Regions from separate parts of the Mus musculus genome. Here region 2 is linked to region 1. Evidence: chromatin contacts called from public promoter capture Hi-C data. All regions are on one chromosome and are shown on one strand. Each heading gives the region's core, a stretch centred on a gene start, on an enhancer-like site or on the middle of the called end of the contact. The rest is flanking DNA. Distances are from core to core; before and after follow the strand shown.

What was found. Promoter capture Hi-C pulls out the DNA fragments that hold promoters and counts their contacts.
Region 2: a contact with region 1 is called in a promoter capture Hi-C map of hippocampal neurons, with 1.8 times the contacts expected there. The contact joins two enhancer-like sites. A contact is called at or near these places in 4 of 39 promoter capture datasets (hippocampal neurons, liver, pre-B cells and 1 more).

Annotation. Positions count from the first base shown.
Region 1 is chr6:145,184,226-145,190,200 of GRCm38.p6, reverse strand. Casc1 (cancer susceptibility candidate 1) reads left to right here. Exons shown (of 16, transcript NM_177222.4): 10 at 4,309-4,390. Gm15543 (predicted gene 15543) reads right to left here. Exons shown (of 2, transcript NR_157240.1): 2 at 2,571-2,836. Among named protein-coding and RNA genes, the nearest start is that of Gm15543, 4.9 kb to the right of the region's middle. Within about 2 kb of position 2,495, at least 129 of the 459 cell types and tissues checked have an H3K27ac peak or open chromatin away from gene starts, as enhancers often do. A contact at or near this core is called in hippocampal neurons, where this site is marked.
Region 2 is chr6:145,582,039-145,588,013 of GRCm38.p6, reverse strand. All of the region lies in intron 1 of Gm38475 (a long non-coding RNA gene), which reads left to right. Among named protein-coding and RNA genes, the nearest start is that of Gm38475, 29 kb to the left of the region's middle. Within about 2 kb of position 2,218, at least 40 of the 459 cell types and tissues checked have an H3K27ac peak or open chromatin away from gene starts, as enhancers often do. A contact at or near this core is called in hippocampal neurons, where this site is marked.

The DNA of each region.
Region 1 (5,975 bases), core at 1,246-3,745:
AGAGGACTGGCTCCTGAAAGCCATCCTGTGACCTCCACACATAGCCATGGCACAAGGCATGTGCACACACTCAGACATGCACCCATACCATCCACACACAAAGCATACATGTAAAGCTGAAAACTTTGTGTCATTTGATATTCTAAGAACATGTTGAAAAAAAACCCTATTTGAAATACACCAGCTGTATCAAAAAATTTAAAGAATCTACAAGTCTAAAGCAATAGAGAAAACGGGTGTGAGGTGACTGTCCACACAGGTAGGTAACTGTACTGTGTGTGATTGTAACAGGAAGGTGTACAGGCCTGCAGGGAAGAGAACTGGACAAGGCTGCTGCAGAGCCAGAAATGACCGATCAGTTTTCTTCTTCAAAAACCTGCCAGTTCTCAGGAGGCAGAGGCAGGCAGGTCTTTGCGAGATCAAGGCCAACCTGGTCTACATAGTGAGACTCTGTCTGAGAAACAAACATAAAAATTCCCTTCAGGAAATAGGATTCTTTTGTTCAGTTTCACTTCAGCTCTGGGAATGGTAGCTTTCTCAGAGATCAGCACCTCCTGGCCATTGCTTGATTCCCAGGGAGAGGAAAGATCGCTTTAACAGTCAGACAGGAGGCAATATGTGGGTGAGTGGGAGGCCATGGGAAGTGGTCCCTGAACCAGCATCATCTCAATGTAAATAAGAATTTAAAATACAATAAAAGGAAATGGGGGTTCACGTCAAGCACCACAGGAGTCGCAGTCAGAACAGAGCAAGTGAACCGTCATCACGGACGTGACTGACAAGAGACTCCGCAGCGTTCCTGGCCTGTCGGGGTGTTGGACGATTCTCCACTCTGCATCAAGTGGCTTGATCATAGTTAATATTTGATGTAAATCTACCAGTGTCTTACATAAGAATTGCATTAACTTAAAAACTGCAAAATGACAGAACTTAGAAACTGTAATTTGAACCATGGGTTGAATTTGCAAACTAAAGCATTCCATCTTGTATCTAGGGATCCGTCAGGGTGGCCTCATGGAGTTGCAGTTTGCCATTCTGTTAATGTAGGTCACTTAGGAAACAGTTTTCATAAAACAGTGTTGGTTTTAGTTGGTGGGGTTGTGCCCATGAGTGCAGTGTCAGGGGCGGCCAGGGAGGGCATAGCAGCCCCTGGGGCTGAAGGCGCAGGTGAGTTTGAGCTGCTTCATTCAGGTTCTGAGAAACAACTCAGGCCCTCTGGAAGGACAGCACGTGCTCTTGCCTGCTCTGAGCAATCCCCGGATCCTGGAAATACTTTACATTAAAAGCGTAAGCCTGTGAATTCATAACAACAGCGGCAGGACCTGTGTGTGTTAGGGTCTCACACCTGTCCCAGCAGGTGTTTGACTTACTCTCTGAACTTGGAAGGACCACGCTTAATCCTGACTTAGTCTTAATGGCCTTAGAGAATGTGGCTAACCACGCCTGTCTGCTTTCTATTACCATTGAATGCTGCCCTGGGTAGATTCCAGTTGGTGTGATGATTGGCGGAGCATCCTGTGGCATACCCAGATAGATCTCAGAACCCCGAAGCAGGCAGTTGCCAGGAGCCTCATACGCTTTCCCAGAGCTTGTGAAGGCAGGCTGGGAGTTGGGATAGGAAACACTTTACACTGAGAATGTGGGGAGATGAGAGAGGGGCCATTTCCAGGAGGCCCCCTCTCAACATATTAGGCATGTGTGCTGTTGCTGTCATACCTCCAGCCTGACAGCACTTGACATGGTAAGGAGGACATGTGCAGGATGTCCACAGAGGCAAAAGTGCCCAGGCAGGATCTGAGTTAGAGCCTTTGATGGGTGGGGTCTTGCTCTCTGTTGCACCCTACCCCCACCCCCACTTGTCCCAATTTTCCGTTAATGGCTCTGAGAGTTTTAGCATAGAGGGGCTGCCACCCTCCTCACCTGTACCTTTAGACTCACCCCTTTCCTCGCCAAACTGGACATTACTTAAAGCCCTCTACCCCCTCACTATGAATCTAAGCACTGTGAGCAGTGACCACAACCAGCCTGGCTGTTTCTGTCTTAAAATGTCAATGTAGTTCAGTACTTTTGGATCCAGCCTCATTCAAACTTTTAGGAAATCCTATGCCAGGATATGACATCATCAGCTTCTAGCCTAGTTCCCAGGACAACGGCTCCTCCTCCTCCTCCTCCTCCTCCTCCTCCTCCTCCTCCTCCTCCTCCTCCTCCTCCTCCTCCTCCTCCTCCTCTTCCTCTCTGAAGCCTCATGCTGTACCCTGTCTGAAAAGCCATACACTCTACTGATTTCTCATTATTGTCTTCTACCAAACTTCCACCCGGACAGCCACTGAGCTCTTGCTTACAGAATTCTAGGGCTCTTGTGGCTTATGGCTCTAGGCTGTTTCCGTATTCGCCCCAAATCAGTTCTAAAACTATGGTCGCGCGACCAGGATGCTCATGGTGACAAAGCTGTGATCACGTGGCTAGGATGCTCGGTGACAGCTATGATCATGCGGCCAGGTTGCTCGCGGTGACAAAGCTATGATCACGTGGCCAGGTTGCTCGCAGTGACATCGCTGCGCCTCAATACTGCGTTTTCTATGTACTTTCATTTTTCACTGATGTGGCAAATAGCAGGCAGAGACAACTTAGGGAAAGAAGGGATTGTATAGGTTCATGGCATGACGGGATGCAGTGTATCACGGGAGCAGCGGGAGCGCGAGGTAGCGATACACGGGGTTTCTGCAGCCAGACAGCAGAGACTGTGAACGTCCATGTTCAGCTCTCTCTCTCTTCTCTTTCTGTTTAGGTTGTGACATCATCTCACAGAATCGCAAGTCCATGTTCAGGGTGGGATCTAGTCAAGTTGAGAGTGAAGAGTAATGTAAATTGAAAATTCTCTGACATTAAATGACAGTGTAGGTTTCTTTTTTCATGAGCTTATTAAGAAGTTGGCCACTAGAGGGCTCTTAATACCGACTCTTAATTGATTTGAATGGCTTTTAAAAATATTGTAAATATTTAAAAAAATATTTAACAATAAAAATATTTAAATGTTTAATATATTTTAAAATACCATAAACATTCTAAGTTGTTTATAGCACAACATGTTTAGAAAGGGCTAATTTGAGTAGGGCATAATTAATGAGAAATTATTCAAAGTAGAACATTTAAAATAGTAGTTTCAAAAATATTTTACTACCCTGAGGAACAAGCAGATAGATGGACATGGGTCTTTGAATTGAAAGTTAAGTTTCGAAGTGTCTCTCTCATTAAGGGACTGAACTGGCCTGGAAATGTAACTCAGCGACAGATGCTTGGCCGGTGTGGATGAGGCCCTGGCTTAAATCCCCAGTCCTTCCAAAAGAAAAACTGAACAAGCATGCATAAGAAAATTCCACATGTACACTCAAGAGCATGCATGCACACATGTGCATGCCTGAATGTGTATACACACATTACATTCACACAGAGGCATACATGCCCAAACATGCTCATACTACACACGCATACACACACACACACACACACACACACACACACACACACACACACACACACACACACACACACACACAGTCTAACTCTCAGGTGAAATCTGCTATAAGAAACTCAGCCTGATGTTGCCTTTCTTTGGTTGTGTCTGTTTGGTCCTAGAGAGTGAACCTAAGACTCCATGTGGCCTCAGGGTTCTACCATTGAATGATCTTGGGGGCTTTGTTTGTTTGCTTTGTTGTTGTTTCTCTGGATTTAGGGGGTTTGACACAGCATCTTATGTAACCCAGCTGGCCTCAAATGGCTGTGTACCTGAGAATGGCCTTGGACTTTTGATCCTCCTGCCTCCACCAGAGTGCTGGGATCACAGACAAAAACCATCACCCTGTTTTATGCAGGGCTGGGGGCTTGAACCCCATCCTCCTGCATGCTAGGCAGGCACTTTGCCAGCTGGGCCACCTCCCAGTCTACTGACTTGTCTCTAATGAGCAGCCTTGTAGAGGGGTGACAGCCTACTATATTCTGGATATACACCAGCATGTGTACTGAAAAGATTGCATAGGGTGATCAAGAGACAAAATACGCACAAATCAAATCAACAGGCCAGAGACTGTCCCTGAAGTGACAGCATTTAGGCTAAGTGCTAAAAAAGCCATTCCTGCTGCTGCTGCCGCTGTTCCTGCTGCTGGTTTTGTTGTCCTTTTGGTTTGGCTTTTTGAGACAGAGCCTCACCCTGGTCTCTAGGCTATTTTACGGACCAATACCCTCCTGTTGCATTTAGAGAATAATTTCTGAGGATGTTGATGCTCACTGCCAGCCATTCTTCTATTGCAGACTTCCGACTCTGAAGGGGAGGATTCCCAAACCACCCAACTTGAACTGGAGATGAAGCTGCTGAGTGAAGCAGTCTTAGCAGGTATTCTGTCCCCACCCTCGGTGTGTAATGGAGGCTTCCTTCACAGAAAAGTAAGGCAAGGCCATTGTAGAGTGAAATATGTTTGAAGCACAAATCCTCCACAGTCCCTCTCAGACAAAAAAAAAAACTGTCAATAATCAATAATCATACTTTTCTACTCAATATTAAGTTATGTACTTAGGGAAAAAATATGTTCCAGACAAATGACGTTCAGCACTGATCCCAGAATGCATTGGTAACCTGCCTCATCAATTAAAGTAGCTTCATAATTCAACCCAAACAAGGGAATATTTATTTATGTCATGTATATGGGCACACTGTCATTGTCTTCAGACACACCAGAAAAGGGCATTGGATGCCCATAACAGATGGTTGTGAGCCACCATGTGGGTGTTGGGATTTGAACTCAGGATCTCTGGAAGAGCAGTCAGTGCTCTTAACTGCTGAACCATCTCTCCAGCCCAGGGAACAATATTTAAATTTCTGTTGCTAGTGAGATCATAACTGATTTCTTCTCTGTACTCACTGTTGCAATGAACACTCACGAGAGCACACACCTGGATGAACACATGCCTGAACCCTTTACTGTCTTGTCCTGGCAGGTGTCACTGGATGCAGCCTGACAAGGTGGACATGATCTCACAAGTCTGGTGTCTGTCTGATGATGTCTGTCCTCTCAACTATCACTGCTCTTCCTTCTCAGTGACCTGTTCTGTGTATTCTAAGCATATTTGCCATGCTTAAATCTTTGTACCCTCTTATTTGGTTGTTTGTATATTCTGAGGCACTGTCTCAAGTAGCCCAGGCTAGACTCAAACTCTATGTAGCTGAAGATGACCTTGAACTTCTGATCTGCCCAGCTCCACCTCCCCAAGTGCAGGTCACAAGCATGTGCCAGGCTTTATGTGGTGCAAGGATCAAACTCAAGGACCTTTGCATTCTAGGCAAGCGCACCACCCTTCCGGCTACATCCCTTCTCCCATCCTTGGAGCATTCCTATAGCTGATACCAGGCAAGAGTTTCTGTTTCTAGATCTAGGATGATAAAGTAGGTTATGGAACTTCTGTCATGAACACCCCAATTCCCTACATGATGAGCCCCAAGTCAGAGATGTCTTCACCCTCTAAATTTAGACACAGTAGTATTTCTGGCTTCTTTTTAGGCCAATAAATTATAAATTAAATACATTTAAAATTAAAGAGTTTAGTTTATTAAACATGCACCAACAAGAGACCAGTAGTTGCCTAACTTGATTTAATTTTTATCTGTCTATCTATCTATCTATCTATCTATCTATCTATCTATCTATCTATCTATCTATCTATCTATCTATTGCTTGTTTCTGTTAACTTTCAGTATCCTATCTCCAGAGGTTGCATTCAGAGAGCCCTGCTGTACCTCTTGCATGGGAGCAGACTGATAGTAAACACCACTACCAATCCCTGTGTCTCACTGCCTGCCTGCTGCCTGCTGCCTGCTGCCTGCTGCCTGCTGCCTGCTGCCTGCTGCCTGCTCTGCACCTACCCTCTCATTCCCCTTCCAAACTCTGTAACACAGTCCAAATCCATTGTGGATTTTATAGTTG
Region 2 (5,975 bases), core at 969-3,468, 400 kb before region 1:
ATGGACTCCCACAGCACACAACAGTGTAGTGAAGCTTGGAAGCATGGTACCAGCCAAGCAAGGACTCCTGCATGATTCTGTTACACAATTCCAATCCAGACCTGAAGGCAGGAGAGTGATTGTGTCTGGGGTGGTAATGACTAGTGTGGGGCACAAACGGGCCTTTCTGGGTGCTAGACACACTCTTGGCCTGCTACTTGATCTGGATGCTGGATACAGAAGCCATGCACCTGTGAGGACACACCTGCTGCTGCACCTGTAATGATATACTTGCTGCTGCACCTGTGAGGACACACCTGCTGCTGCACCTGTGAGGATGCACCTGCTGCTGCACCTGTGAGGATGCACCTGCTGCTGCTGCAGGCTTGTGAAGTGTATTACATGACAATAAACAGTTGCTGACATGCTCCATGGTCAGAGGTCAGAGGTAAGATGCTAAACAGGTGGAATATAGGTGGTGCTCCCTAAACTGAAAGCAAATTTGTCATAATGTTTTTCAGAAATTCATTGAGTTTGCACTTTGGATTTAGGAGACAGAGTCTCTATATAGTTTATGCTGTCCTCCAACTCACTCTGTAGCTGAGGATGAGCAGGACTTTGGATTCTCCAGCCTTTAGCTTCTGAGTCATGAGGTTGTAGGCATGCCCTTCCACAAATGGTTTTATGTGGTGCTAGGAGCCTAGTCCAGGGTTTCATGCGTGCGCAGCCAGCACTCCACCAGCTAATGACATTCCCAATCTCTGGCTGCATTTTCATGAGCTTTGCAGCTTCCACTACAATGACCCTGGACGATCTGAGGCCAATGCCCTCTGATGTGCCACAAGTCACTCTCTTCTCTCCAAGCACCTGAGACATAGATCCCAGAGGTTTGCTTGCCATCCCTACTAGAAGGCTAGAATGCTGTGCTCAGTGTCAGCCCAGGATGATGGTGTATATGCATCTCCTAGCAGCTTGCTGTAGTTAGATTAAATGAGCTGCTGTATAGAGAGAGTATATTACGGTATATAGGGAGTCTAGAGGGGGCGGAGAAATGGCCTACTGGTTAAGAGCACTTACTGCTTTCACAAAGGATCCAGGTTTAGTTCCCAGTGCCTACATGGTGACTCACAACCACTTGTAGCTCTAGTGCCAGGGACTCTTGACACCCTCTTCTTTCCACAAACGTGCACATGTGCACATACACACGTGCACATGGTGTGTACATACATGCAGGCAAAAAGACTCACACAATGTACATGATGCCTACACTCACATGCAGGCAGAAAGACTTATACAAATAAAATAAAAGTAGCTAAGTCTTAGAAAGAGCATATTGTAAACTCAGTGAACCACAGGCAGTATGTTTCATTACTTAAAAATGTTTCTCAGTTGGATATATAACATGTCCTTCAATAAAAAAACAAATGCAATAAGAACCAGAATTTTCTCACAACATAAGGGTTGGCTAAAAATGTTTTGAATTGTATACATGCGGCAAATCTGTTCAGATATTTAAATAAGTAGAAAATGCAGGTTCTCACTGAGAACAAATTGCCTACTCTTTTTGAGGTCCAAGTTTCTTGTATGAAGATGCTCTGACGTGTGGCCTTCTGACCAGTACACACGTGCTCACAGTATTATTGTCTGTATGGTTCACAGTTCAGCGTGATAGGAGAAAGTGACCATCACATTCCAGTGAGCAAGTTCCACAAGCAGACAGTATGAGTGGAAATGAGTGGCAACCTTTCAGAGGAACTTAGGAAGATACCGTGGCAGACAAGAGAGGAACCTTAGCTACAGCCTACCAATTGTGAGGCCCCAACCCTTAGAAACACCTGTGTGGTGCTCGCACATAAAGTGCATCTCAGACTAGAACCCACTTTTCTGAAAATCCAAAGACCAAATTTTGAAGAATATTCTAAGTAGAAAAATGTAGACATCAAGGCAGTTCTGAAGCACAAAAACTGACGCTAAGCTACATTTCAACGGGTATGAAAATACTTTGTATTTCTAGATCATTTTCAACTGGCCTTAAACACATACTCTCTGTCTCTGTAGTTGAGTGTGAACGGTGCAGTCACACGCACACTGACAAGCACGCACATGTATCTTATGTGCGCGGGAAGCAGCACATTTCTCTCTGCGTAGCTGGCTTTCCTGTAATCTTCCTGGACTGCAGAGCAGGATGGAGCTGAGGATCATGGGAGAACAAATGGGGAAAACGCAGTCTTGTACAGATCTCAGAATTCTTCCTTACATAAGCCTCATTCTGAGAGATGGAAAAGCAATCCCGGTCTGTTTCATCTCCAGAGATGGCCGCTTCTTTCACCGCTTTGAAGCTGTGAGGTGCTTGATTACCAATCAAACTCTGCTGAGAGTAGCTTTTCTTTCTGTCAGAAGAGATGAGATGCCAGGAAAAACGTCCAAAATTAGCATTTTCCTCCAGGTCCTTGATACATAGCTCTCATTTATGAGATGCGTGTTTTGTGGTAACTAAGAGACTGAAGAGCTCAGAGACGGGGAAGAGAACAATGGCAGCCTGCTGGAGAGTGGCAGCCACTTCTCAGCGCCATAGGGCTGCCAGCTCTGCTCACTCTCCTCCACGGGCTTGTCAGGACTGTTAAGTGCCGTTGAATCTGCGGAGATGCCTTGGAAATGAGTGCTGCATGTTTTAAAAATGGTTGCTATTACTGTTAGCTCCAACCAAAGTCTGCGGAAAGTCTGACTCCTCTCTATGACACTGGCATGCCTTTTGCAGCTGTGTGCCTGCATCCCTTACGGTAACATTTTGCTTTTTCAACAACATTGGGCCACCTTGACTGGAGAAGAGAGTGCACAGTTCTACGGAGCCTTTCACATCTCAGATAAGAGGATGTGATTCACAGGACACACACAAATGCAACACAGGCCATCATGACCGTGTCATCTCCCTGTCACTGATGGTTTTATGAGCTGAAGATCATGGAGAAATGCATTTTTTGTTGTGGATGGCTATGCTTAGGGAAAAGTTTATATATACTGGTCTAGAAGGAATATTTGTGTTGTTCCATGAAATACAATGCTACACATGGTACTTAGCAAAACATCAATCTACTCACATCATTCTAGAGACGACACCAGAGACCTGCTGATGTTACAATGGGTCCTTGAACTGAGATGCCTCAGACACACGCTGTGCTTGGAAGACTCTCACTTTGCTGTTGGAAGAGTGTTGACCAAGAGCCCTGACAAGGTGCTGCCACTCGGCGCAGATGATGACGCACGTGCTATTCGTTCCCTAGTACTTGTTCATATCCTACCGAATGAAGTGATGCTGACCATCCCATGTCATTAGGGAACGGCAAATGGAAACATTAAGGAGTAACAGTGCACAGCTATCACTTAAGATAGCACCATGCACAGCTATGGGATAGGAAGAGGAAGGGGAATTCTTGCCCTTTCTAAGGTGGCCCACAGCTCCTTAACAGAGCTAAAGATACGCTGTATGACTTAGCTCCTCAACATCTACTCAATTGACCGAAAAACTCTGCATATAAACATTTATAAAAACCTCATCGCTAATGCCTACACTCAGTGGGCATTGACCTGCTCCTCAATAGATGAGTGGATGGGGTTGACACACAGCACCGTGGAATCTTAAAAAACATAAAACAAACAAACCACAAAGGAACAAAACAAGCAAGGCATGAGCACACATGGAGGAAGACTGAGGACACATTGCTAAATGAAAGAAGCACAAGGTCTGATTCCAACTCTCTCCAGTGTTAAGAGGCAGAGCTACAGAAGTTATCGAGAAAGGGCCAAGAAGCATTGGCAGGGGTGCGGGGGAGGGAGGGGTTTAGATGCGCACATTTATATGGTGGTCATATTATCTACCTATAACTTGTTTTCTGTAGTGCTGTGATTGTTGAATCCTAGGGTCTCTTGGATTCCTGGCCAGCACCCTGCTGCATGGTTCCGGCCCCAATCAATTGCACATTTTAATGGTTCATGAGAAGAGAGTACAAAATGAGGGCTGGTGACATGGCTCAGCCAGAAAGGTGGTTAGGACCAGGCCTAATGCCTTGAGCTCGGCTGCCAGACCACATGGTGCAGGGAAAAGAATGAATGCTCACAAACTGTCCTCTGATCTCCTCATGTGCACTGAGGCAACACCCTCCACGCAGTATGTAAATACAAGCGTCATTTCCAAAGGTTCTTACCATGGTAGTAGTCACTATTAAATCAGTACAATTTCTTGTGATAACTTGCTACAAATTGAATTTTTTTTTTTTTTACAGAATTGTCTTAGAGGAAAGTTATTATCAAGTTAAAGAATGGTGAATAATATTCCCTGACTGGAAATTAATTTACTAAAATTTATCAGAAATTCTTATAAAGAGATTGATCAGATATATTAATAATTAGTATTTCGGTTTTTAAACTATGGAACCCTCTTTGTGAGAACAATTTTTTTGAACTTATAGGACGGTTAATTCCAAGGGACATGGGGTCAAACTCAGATCTTCATGCTCCCCCAGCCAGCGGTTAACTCACTGGGCCATCCACTGCCCCGCCCCCTGATGGGCACTATTTCTAGCAGTTGGTCAGTCTTTCTCTCCCTCTCTCTTTTCTCTTTCTCTCTTTCTCTCCTTCTCTTCTTCTCTTCTCTTTCCCTCTCTCCCTTCCTCCGTCCCTCCCTCCCTCCTGCCCTCCCGCCTTCCCTCCCTTCCTTCTTTTCCTGTTAACTTACTTTATCTGGTTAATTCCGTCCCTTGTGATATGTCTGGGAAAGTGCTCATCACTGTTATTAAGAGATGCTCACCAAGTGACAGCTTTCAGGCTGGGTTTGCTTCAGTGTTTAAAGGCGCCCTTCCACCAGCTTTAGCTTGAGTCATCCCAGTAGGAATCTCCCCTCAGTGCTGGAGTCCCTTCGTCTCTCCATCTTTGTCTCGTATTATGATTGGGAAGACTTCGGATGTGGTTCCCTCCACACCTTAGTTTTCCCCAATCCCACTGAGACTCGACAACTTGAAACTATCACATATGTGGTAATGTTTTCTTTTATTCCTAGTGTTTAATTTTGATGGTTTCTATAGTTTTATCTTGAGCTTCAAAGATCTTTTCTAATGAAACATGTAAGGCATTCTTAATTTCCTCCAGTATTGTATGTCAGTATTATATCTCCTGTCTCTAAATAAGCAATTATTGCCTGCCTTTTAGCATTGGCATCTCTCTGTGATGGGTTCTGACAGTTGATCGGCTTTATGAATGTATGATATAATGATGTTATAGTAATTATAATAGCTGACTTACTCCTGCTATCTACGGTCTCTAACACCTCTACTTCCTGGATTAGTTTGACTGTTTTTCTTCTCTCTGTACATTTGATCCACCTCTTCCAGGGCACACCTTCTGCTGTTCCTCTCCATCCTAGACCTTCTGCAGTTGCCTCCTCAGATGCCCGCTGCTTCAGTGTTTCCGTGACGATTCCTGAGGAATATTCTGGGACTTGTTAACTCTTGGATCTTAACCACACACTAGAGCAACGTTTAATCTGTGGCTAATGGCCTTGCAGGTGGCTGAGGTAAAGCGCTCCTCAGTGTTCTGACCGCCGTTGTAGGACAGTGAAGCGTCCTTTGGGGCCTCACAGCTGAGAACCATGCTTGCCCTTTGTGAGCTATGGACACCGTTCTTGTGCTTTCTACATGGCTCTTACGTGGCTTAGAAGGTTTCCCCAAATCAGTCAAGTGAAGACTCAAAGGGAGTTGTGCCATTTTCCAGAGTTCATCTCCACGCCGTACCCTTCTTTCCTGTGCTCTTAAAGCCCCGGCTACCTTGACTCTCCCAGTGCCCCAGGTCTGTCTCTCTCTGAAGCTGATTGCCATGCTGGACACAAGGAAGTGTTAGGGTGTGAGTCTGAAAGGTCTTGTGAGTTCATACTTTAAAGGCTGACTCTTCCCCCACCCCCACTGCCAGCTTCTGGTGCTATTTTAAGAGGTGCATCTGCTAGGGGA